3 separate regions of the Mus musculus genome follow, and regions 1 and 3 are each linked to region 2. The links are chromatin contacts, called in public HiCAR-type and promoter capture Hi-C maps. All regions are on one chromosome and are shown on one strand. Each heading gives the region's core, a stretch centred on a gene start, on an enhancer-like site or on the middle of the called end of the contact. The rest is flanking DNA. Distances are from core to core; before and after follow the strand shown. Region 1 holds the start of 4930417H01Rik (a long non-coding RNA gene). Region 2 holds the start of Cep152 (centrosomal protein 152). Region 3 holds the start of AA467197 (expressed sequence AA467197).

Region 1 (2,885 bases), core at 372-2,871, 2.9 Mb after region 2:
GTGGTAGCTGTCTCCTCACAGTGCAAGAGATCTAAGAGTGAGGATAAAGAAACAGCTGCAGCACCTTTTATGACCTAGTCTGTAAGTCACAGTCACTTCTGCCACAGACTGTTCATTACAGGTCATAGGCCATTACTAAGTGCTGTCCACAAGCAAAGGTAAGGGAATTTACCTCCTGAAGAGTGGGGTCATCACAGAATTTATGGACAGAGCTTAAAATATGGCTTTGTCGTCTCATCACTTTCTCGAGAATCCAGTGAGACACGAGTGAAAGAACAGAACGCACAAAGGCAGTCCTCCTCAGCACAGCGCGCTGGAAATGTCCCCAAACAACCCATCCTTTTATTTCAACTATTCTTGAAACATTCACATCCCTCCTACCTTGAGGCTGCATTTAAGAGACTCCGATGACACTCCTGAAACATTGTAGGCAGTTAAATGGGACATTAAAAACAACAGAACAATCTACTCCTAAGATATTTGGAGCCGAGGAATGTAATGGCTCGTAAGCTGTCTCCCTTTGGCTATTACCATCGTGTCCTGATTGATGAAATTCTAGGCAATAGCCTTCCCTTCCTGATCTCGGGACCATGGAGGGTCTAATTTGCTTTCATGACTGCAGCTCTGGGGGAAAACTTAGGACTGAGGGATCACTCTGGAATACAGAAGTAGCCAGGGCTTTCTTTTCGCACCGGATTCTAAGGTGTCAACAGAATCGTTAAAATTGCCTCGTGTGATTTTTTTCATTGTATTTTTGTGACCTGAAATTTTGGTAAGATATAAAAACTTTTTAAAATATTGTCTTTGTAAACCCTGGGGAAGTAGGAGCTTGCAGGACACCACAGGCAAGATGCAGGTGTAGCCCCGTGTCTAACTTGCATGAGCCCCTGGATTAGATCCTAAGGATCTCAAAAGGAAAGAAAGGTGGAAGCCAAGGATTTACACTTTAAAATGAATTCTACCAACAGTGTTGCCTTTAATCTTGCTTCTTGAGGACATTTGAGAATGTGATGAAACATAGGGAAAGTAAGCTCACACAATTGTGCCCAAGGAGCGTAGCAGTGAACACAGAAGGAAGACACATATTTGCTGAGAAACAGGAAACTTTAAAGCAAGCCATAGAACTACTGACCATCCTAGTCTTGTCCTAGCCTTTTGACCAAGATAATCGGCAATTTTTTGCCGATTGGGTAGAAGAAAAGCTACCAGGATTCCCACTTGGTAAGAAAGCACTAAAGGACATTTTCCACGGACCATCCATAACCAAGATCGGACCTGAGATTCCCGAGACCCATCTCCAGTGGAGGGAATTCAGAGCAGTGACACCCAGCTCCGGGGGGACCTTCCCGCGGCACACCCGGGGGCTCAGAGCGCACAAGACCTCAGAGCCCGAGAGGCGGGGCCGGGAGGGCGGGGGCAGGGGGCGACGCGCGACCACGCCCCCTCGGCGCGCCCCCAAGCGGCGGCCTGCGTGCCCGCGCCGACCCCTCCCCTCGCGCCTCGCGGGCGCACGCGCCGCCTCGTTCAGGGGCCGGAGGAGGCCGGGCCTGTCAGACCCCGCGGCCGGCCTCCCAGCGGCACGGGGCGGGCGGGTGCAGTGGCTGGGGCTCGGCCTCGGTCCCTGGCCCGGGTCGCAGTAGCGCGAGCTCCGGGCGGGGATGCGCGGCGGCGTCGGCCCGCAGGTAGCCGAGCACCGCCGAGTCCGGAGCTGGCGCGCGGCCGGGGCGCGGCGACAGGAGCGGGGTCTCGTTCTCCTCACGATGGGCAGGGACGCGCCGCGCTGCCCTGAGGAGCCCGAGCGCCGGTGAAGGCGGAGTCGCCGGCCGCCCCTCCGCTGCCATGGCCGGCCCCGGCGCGTGGAAGCGCCTCAAATCCCTGCTGAGGAAAGACGACACGCCGCTGTTCTTAAATGACACCAGCGCCTTCGACTTCTCGGACGAGGTGAGCGACGAGGGGCTTTCGCGCTTTAATAAACTTCGAGTCGTGGTGGCCGACGATGACTCGGAAGCCCCGGAAAGGCCTGTGAACGGGGCGCACCCGGCCCTCCAGGCCGACGATGACTCCTTATTGGACCAGGACTTACCTTTAACCAACAGTCAGCTGAGTTTGAAAATGGACCCCTGTGACAACTGCAGCAAGCGACGCGAGTTGCTGAAGCAGAGGAAGGTGAAGACCAGGCTGACCATCGCTGCCGTCCTCTACTTGCTTTTCATGATCGGAGAGCTTGTAGGTGAGTTGTGTCGCCGACTCGCTTGCCTTTGACTTTGTCCAGCTGTTAGCTACGCCGGAGTTGAGGTGGAAACTTTGTTTTCAGGAAGTTTGCTGAGTATCTAGACTTTCGTGGGTCCATAGGAAAGGGACACGGGATTCCAAAGTGCGGTTCCCGTGAGCGCCCACTGAGAGCTTGCAGGTATATCTTGTAACTCCCATAAACAGTGCCTTTTACTGTAGGGTTTAGGGTGTTATCTTGACTGTATATCATGTAACTTCTCCTTTTACAGATTCTGATAAAATGCCAGGTTTATCTTTCAACGTCTAAAATAATTCTGACATGGATTAGAATCAGAATTTTATAGTACTAAGGGATGTTACTGAACACCATTCTGTTTTCTCACACAGAAGTTCTGAAGGGATTAGATTATGAGGAATCTTATTGGGAAAAGAGAGAGCCATCCACAGTACCAGACTTTCCTCTCTGTCTACATTTTGGTTATTTGATGCTTATTTATGCCGCTTCCTTTTGAGCTTATAGCCAAGGGCTTTACAAAACTCTATACAGCCAACTAATTAAAAGTTCATTATTAAAAGGAGTATCTACAGTTTGCTAGAGGTCTCCCCGGCAGCTGCAGAAGCTAGGGTTTTTTTTTTTCTCCTTTTTTAACTGA
Region 2 (2,901 bases), core at 271-2,770:
CAGGTGGGCCCTGCGGAACTTCGTGGCGGATCCAGACTAAGTACACTAGGGACAGACATCCTGGAAGGAAAAGTACACTATCTCAACACAGAGCAAGTTATCCCCCTATGTCCCCTGCCATTCTCATGCACTATTGCATCGTAGACCTCAGCATGGGGCACTGGACATATCTTTCTCATTAGCCGATACTTGGATCACCTTCGACAAGTGCCATTTCCCCGAAGGCCTTTCATTAGTCTTTTCTTGACCAACATCTTCATTTGCCCATTCCTTCATTTATTCACTAATGAGTTAACACAGTTGTTTTGAGTGCCTAGCATGGGCCATGAAACATGAAGACAAATGCTCAAGTGAATACCCCCAAGACGTTCATATTGTTCTACCAGTGAAGCAGACACACGGTAACAGATCGTAGTAGAAGAGAAATCCATCTTCTCTTGGGGTCGGTATGCACCCTGTGTACAGTGGTAGGGAGATCCAGTTCCACTGAGTGACGTCATGTGTTTCGAGGGCTGAGTGGGTGAGAGGTGGGGCAATTGACTCGAAAAGCAGCCCAGGAGATGGGGTGGGAGGAGGGGAAACAGGAGCCATCCCAGAACTATTGGTAGTGCAGCCTTGTGACTTGGTTCTGTTTCTCTCACTCAAGCTCTTATTCTGTATCAGACCCCTAGCTGAGGGTCAATGTCAGCCGTACAAGGATAGGATGCAGGTGGCAGACTTAGCAAACAGCCAGATTTGGAAGAGCCTTGGACAAGTATCTTACTCCACACGGTACACAGGGGAAAGATTTAAAAAGATGTGGGCATCCAAGTCACCAAGTTCTTGGCATGCACTAGAGCCCTTCTTACCAAAGAAGCCAGAGACAGCAACTGTTCCAGAACTCAGGTCTCGAACATGCCAGGTCCAGCCACCCTCAACAAGCCAATCAAGAGACACACATTAAAATTGAACAGCCAAAGTGATATTTATCCATTGTGTTTGCGATCTCCAAGTTCGATGATATAATGGGATTTAACGACAGGCTAACATCTAAGAACATTCGCGGAAATTCGAGTTTTAGGGAGGAGGCACCTGGGAGCTCCTCCAGTTTTATCAGTAAAGAAACACAAATCTTAACCAGCCAAGTCTGAAGATGATGCCAAATTTAACAACGACCAGGGCTGGCAGTGGCACTTCAGAGAGCAAAAAGGGCCATTGGATGAAACTTAGACGTGTAAGGGGAAAAAAAGGAATGTCCTAGCTAACCTCTGGGAGGGCAAACAGTCCGCCGTATCTAAGCAACCGTAGTCCTCTAGGAGGCTTTTGTGATTGGCTCACTATTTCCCCAATGGAGGCTCCGGGAAGCTTCCCGCCGCCACTGGCGCCCTCTTCGAACAGCCGCGCTCTTGCAACTGCGGGCGACTTCTCAACCGACCTTGTGGGAGGCGGGTTTTCCGCCCCATAGCTCCGCCCAGCCGTCAGGCCCATCGAGCAGCGGCGGCGATTGGAGGAGGCGGCTGCTCGTCGAGTGGCGGGGTTCGCGGGCTAGGGTGTAACCGGGAAGGTGCTCGCGGCTGGAAGTCAGGGCAGCGGGTTGCGGGTTGCGGGAGGTGACTGCGGTCTCCCGGCCAGGCTGGCGGCTGCGGGATCGGGACCCGCGTTCGAGTCTCCTACACCGGGGCTGTGCTTGCTGGCTCCCTTCTCGATCTTCAGCCTGGGCGTCCCATCGGCAGACCTGTGCGCGCCCGTGGTTCTTGGACCCCGGGCCCAGTTCTTTGGTAAGGGCGCTGCGTGAGTACACCCAGTCGAGGGGGCTTCCTGTATTTTGGGGTTACTGTCTTCTGCTCACCTTGGTTTTCCATGCTGCTATCGGTACTACCGAGCTCAAGAGATTGTCATTGCCCCCTCCCTCCGTACTCTTTGTAGTAGGAACAGGATTTGGAAAGTGTCTAAAATAGACTGTTGCGTTCTGGCTGTTTCCACCCTGTAAGAGAAGTTAGTGTGTAAGCTAGTGCGTGCAGTTTTCTAACTCCCAGGGCAATTACATTTAGTCCATCTTGTAGTCATGCATTTTTCAGTGTGATTTAAGCTGAATTTCACTTCGTAGCTTCACAATTCTTGATTGTTTGCATGTAAATAAAGGCTGAAGTTTGAAGCCACAAGCAAAGGATATAAGCCATGCGCTCTGGAAGTGGCCAGAATGCACTTTGGATGGAGCAGGCATCTAGAGGAGGGCGGAGTCCTTATCCGGGAGTTGTAAGGTTTCCCACACCTATGATGTTTTCACCGTTTCATTACTAAAGAAACGGAAGCAGTTACGATTGCACAGCTGCCAGAGCTGAGGATCTTCAGTTCTTAATTGCTTACAGCCATATTACATCCTTTGGGATGCAAACAAACAAACAAACAAACAATTTGGAATGTAAACAAATAAAAAGAGATCTGCCTAAAGACCCTATCTACTCCGGTGGGAGTAGATAATAGTTTCAGCAGTTAAGAGATTGTCAATGCTCTTGCAAGAGGCTGTGAGTTCATTTCTTGCACCCAAATTGTATAGGTCACAACTACGTGTGACTCCGGCTCCAGGGGAATCCTAAGGCCTGTGACCCAATGGATATATTCACTCATAATGATGATGATGATGATAAATATTTTTGGAAAGGAAAATATACACTAAAGTTTGCTCACAAAACAAGTAAATATTTTTCCCTCTATGTGAGGGGGTGGAAGGGGGTGACCAAAAACTACCAGGGACAGTGCTGACAAGTATTGTCAGACAAGTATTGACAAGCTGGGTCAGAGGTGTAAGAGAAGACAGCTGTGCTTCTTGTATTCTTGTAGTGGGGTTAGGAAAAGTTTCCCGGCTAGAGTGAGACTATTAACCAGGGAGCTGTATTTTAGGGAGCACACTGCCCACGTTGA
Region 3 (3,184 bases), core at 426-2,925, 3.0 Mb after region 2:
GCTTAATATAGGGGCTGGGCACTATGCTAACAGGCTCTGTATTTTAATGCTTTTAGCTCTAAGGGCAAGTTTTATTATCGTACACATTTCACAGGTTCAGAGAAGCCAAACTGTCCATAGTCGTCTGTGCCGAACAGAGCAAGGACTTGAACCAGGTCTCTAGACCACTGTTCAAAGGACTCTGAATGTCACTTTGTAAGTGCAAGGACTACATGCAGTCTGCTTTGCTCTTTAAAAAAAAATGGTTTGGGCTGGACACAATCATGTACTGTAGGTCAGCAATACCTTTTGGGGTTGAGTAGGATCCACCATTTCCCAAGGCTCTGGGTTTCTTTTCCGATCAATACTAAAAGAAAAAGAAGATTAATTAAATGATTAGGTAAATTTGTTTACACAAACCCGGAAGAGCTACTGGATCTATAAACTTTCTGGAGACAGACTCTGTCTTCACACCGAAACTACACTGCAGTCACCAGCTAAACTTCAGTGACAGCTGAAGTTAAATAAGCGGCCACTGAAAATTCAGGGTTTGTTTCAAGTGTTAAGGATCTCCTCCTCTGCAGGGCAGGGTAAGAGGTCTATTTGCTTTATTTGATAAGATTGGAAACTGCTCCCACAAACAGGCAGCGATAGATACATAAGGGGCAGGCTGAGGAGGAAGAGGCAGAGCCTCCTGGGGGTTCTAGGAGGGATGGGGCAGAGAGTAGGCTCGAACTGTGTAGGCATTGGCTCCAGGGACCACCCTCGACCTGCGTTAGAGTCACTGCCCTCTCTGACCCTGGACCAGCCATAGTCAGTTTCAGAGGTATCTTTTCCTGCATCCCAGGAGATAAGGCTTTTTACTGTCCTTTTTCCAAAGTTGACACTAGAGTTTGTTGCAGATAGCTGTATGTTTCAGTTCTACCACACCAGGGAAGAAAAGTTGAAATCTTGAAACTTAAATGATGTGTGATGGTATGTACCCCTAATTTTAAGTACTTCAATTTCAAAGCTTAAATTTAAAAAGAAATCAAATCTAATTCATTGCAGGGTCAGACAATAAGAAACAAATGTATCAGAATTGGTTACATTTCTTTCTGTTACCAGAACTGTTTTTCAGTCCATGTTTAGATGCTCTTATTTGTAGGAAAAAACCCAGACACTGACAGCGTGTTTCAGAATCTCCGGGTCAGAGAAAAGCTCCCCCAGACAGTCCTACCTAGAAAGCGTTAGTACTTACACCACGTCGGTTTTTTTCAACGCATACAAAGCGAAAGATGTGGCTCCGGTGGCGGCCACGCTTATAAAAAACGCCAAAGGAATGAGCTGAGAGAGAACAGGTGGGGGATAAACTCAGTAAGAAACTCCAAAAAACAACAAATTCAAAATCTTCATCTTTCCCCTCTTTTTAAAAAGGAAAACTCTCAGAAGTTAAGATTAGAAACTTACTTCCTTATTCTTCATCAATATCTGGAAAACGCCCATGATGACTTTAGTGTAGAATTCCAAATCTAGAAGAAGGAAAAATCCAACATACTGGTCAAAAACATCTTCCCCCGGACCCAGGCACCCAGCCGTCCAACAGTCGCAGAAAGCCGGGCGACCGCCCGCTCCACAGAACTTTTCAGAAAGGAGACGCACCTAGGGCGGCTGCGGCCAGGAGATGTTAACGCCCAGAAGCGAGCGGCCCTTATATGCAGCCAACCGCTCGGGGAGGGCCGCGCGTCCTGGTCACGCGGGGACCGATCCGACCGCGTCGCACTGAGTCAACTCACGTGCGCCCCCTGCAGGACGATAGTGCAGCACGGCCGCTGACCGCGGTCCTTACCTGCGGTCGACCATCGCTTTCTGTCCTGGTCCTGCACCTCCAAACGTCTGGGAGGTTCAGGTTCAGGTGTGATAGCAGCCAAGACCTGAGTGAAAGACACGCAACTCCTTTAAAAAGGAGGGGTGGAGAGAGGGCTAAGGGAGGGCAGAGGCTCCAGCGCTGGCTGCCACCTTCACCCCAGTACCAACAGAGACTGCCAGATGCAGAGTGGGGTAAATTTGAACAAAATCAACCACATAAAAGTTCCAAATCATGACACGCTGCATATATAGAGACTATTTAAAAGTAAATGGTAAAATTCAGATTAACTCCAACAGGGTCCGGATTGATTGATTGATTGATTTCTTCTCCTCCTCCTCCTCCTTCTTCTGGAAACAAACCAAAATTCAACTGCAGAAGATTCCAGGTGCCTATTTCTGCTGCATATTCCGAGTATTAGCATCAGCTTTGGGTCCCCCCTAACTCATCACTTTTGGCTCACAGTTTCTGGAAGTAATTCCACTAGGCCGGTGGCTGTATGCCAGACACTGAGATGGATTCCTTGAATGGGGGTGGGGGTGGGGGCGAGAATACCTTGCTAGATGCAGAAATGTTCAAGACATGCAGCTGGTGAGTGGTAGGGATGAAATCAGAACATAAGTCTGGCTCCTAACACTAGAATTCTCAGTGCACCCTTCTCTTTAAGTGAAAACAAGCCTGGGTTAAGTTATTTAAAAAGACATTGAAGGGCTGAAGTTATATCTTAGTGGGAAACCCCTAGCCTAGCATGTGCTAGAACGTTCAGCCTATGGCCCCTGGGCCTATGGGTCACAGGATGCATTTACAGATAATGATGTCACAATGCCAAAAGGTTGGATGATCCTGTGACCTGGGTTACATTTCCTGTACAAACCCCCCTCCGCAGTTAGAAAACGTTTCTGCTGGGGGAGGGGAGGGGGAGTCAGTGTTTTACTACAACACAGCCCAGGCTGGCTTCAAACTTAAGATCATCCTATTCTGCTGATCTGGTGTTGGGACCATAGATGTGTACAACCACACTGGGCAAAAAGAGAACAGCTCTTAAAAGATTATTTTATAATTCTGTAAGGATTTCATTCAAGGGTTTTGATCATACTCACCTCCACTCTTCCTGCAACTCCTCCCTGATCCACACCTACCACTCTACCCTCTCAACTAAATAGTTTTTAGTTCGCTTGTTTAAAATAACCCACTGAGGCCAGTTTGTGCTTTCCACATAATCTGGGGTGTGGGGTCTCACACTGGAGCATGGTCACCTGCTTAAAGAAAACTGATTCTCCCTCTGGAAAAGCCACCAACTGTCCATGGTGCCTCAGCTAAGGGTCAGGGTTTGTGAACTCCTTCCCCATGCTAAACTTG

Evidence for each region. Promoter capture Hi-C pulls out the DNA fragments that hold promoters and counts their contacts. HiCAR-type assays count read pairs that join an accessible place to other places.
Region 1: a contact with region 2 is called in a HiCAR-type map of astrocytes, with 9 times the contacts expected there. The contact joins the promoter of 4930417H01Rik here to the promoter of Cep152 in region 2. A contact is called at or near these places in 2 of 39 promoter capture datasets (liver and pre-B cells) and 1 of 115 datasets of contacts at active chromatin or transcription factors (astrocytes).
Region 3: a contact with region 2 is called in a promoter capture Hi-C map of liver, with 4 times the contacts expected there. The contact joins the promoter of AA467197 here to the promoter of Cep152 in region 2. A contact is called at or near these places in 5 of 39 promoter capture datasets (cranial neural crest, hippocampal neurons, liver and 1 more).

The regions. Positions count from the first base shown.
Region 1 is chr2:122,701,375-122,704,259 of GRCm38.p6, reverse strand. 4930417H01Rik (a long non-coding RNA gene) reads right to left here and starts at 1,621. Exons shown (of 5, transcript XR_866691.3): 1 at 1,276-1,621. Slc30a4 (solute carrier family 30 (zinc transporter), member 4) reads left to right here and starts at 1,597. Exons shown (of 7, transcript NM_011774.3): 1 at 1,597-2,230. The coding sequence starts at 1,840.
Region 2 is chr2:125,623,732-125,626,632 of GRCm38.p6, reverse strand. It overlaps Cep152 (centrosomal protein 152), which reads left to right and starts at 1,520. Exons shown (of 28, transcript NM_001081091.1): 1 at 1,520-1,757.
Region 3 is chr2:122,636,378-122,639,561 of GRCm38.p6, reverse strand. It overlaps AA467197 (expressed sequence AA467197), which reads right to left and starts at 1,675. Exons shown (of 5, transcript NM_001004174.2): 1 at 1,621-1,675; 2 at 1,429-1,490; 3 at 1,220-1,305; 4 at 286-346. The coding sequence starts at 1,464. It overlaps Spata5l1 (spermatogenesis associated 5-like 1), which reads right to left. Exons shown (of 3, transcript NM_001033256.4): 3 at 3,084-3,094. The coding sequence ends at 3,084.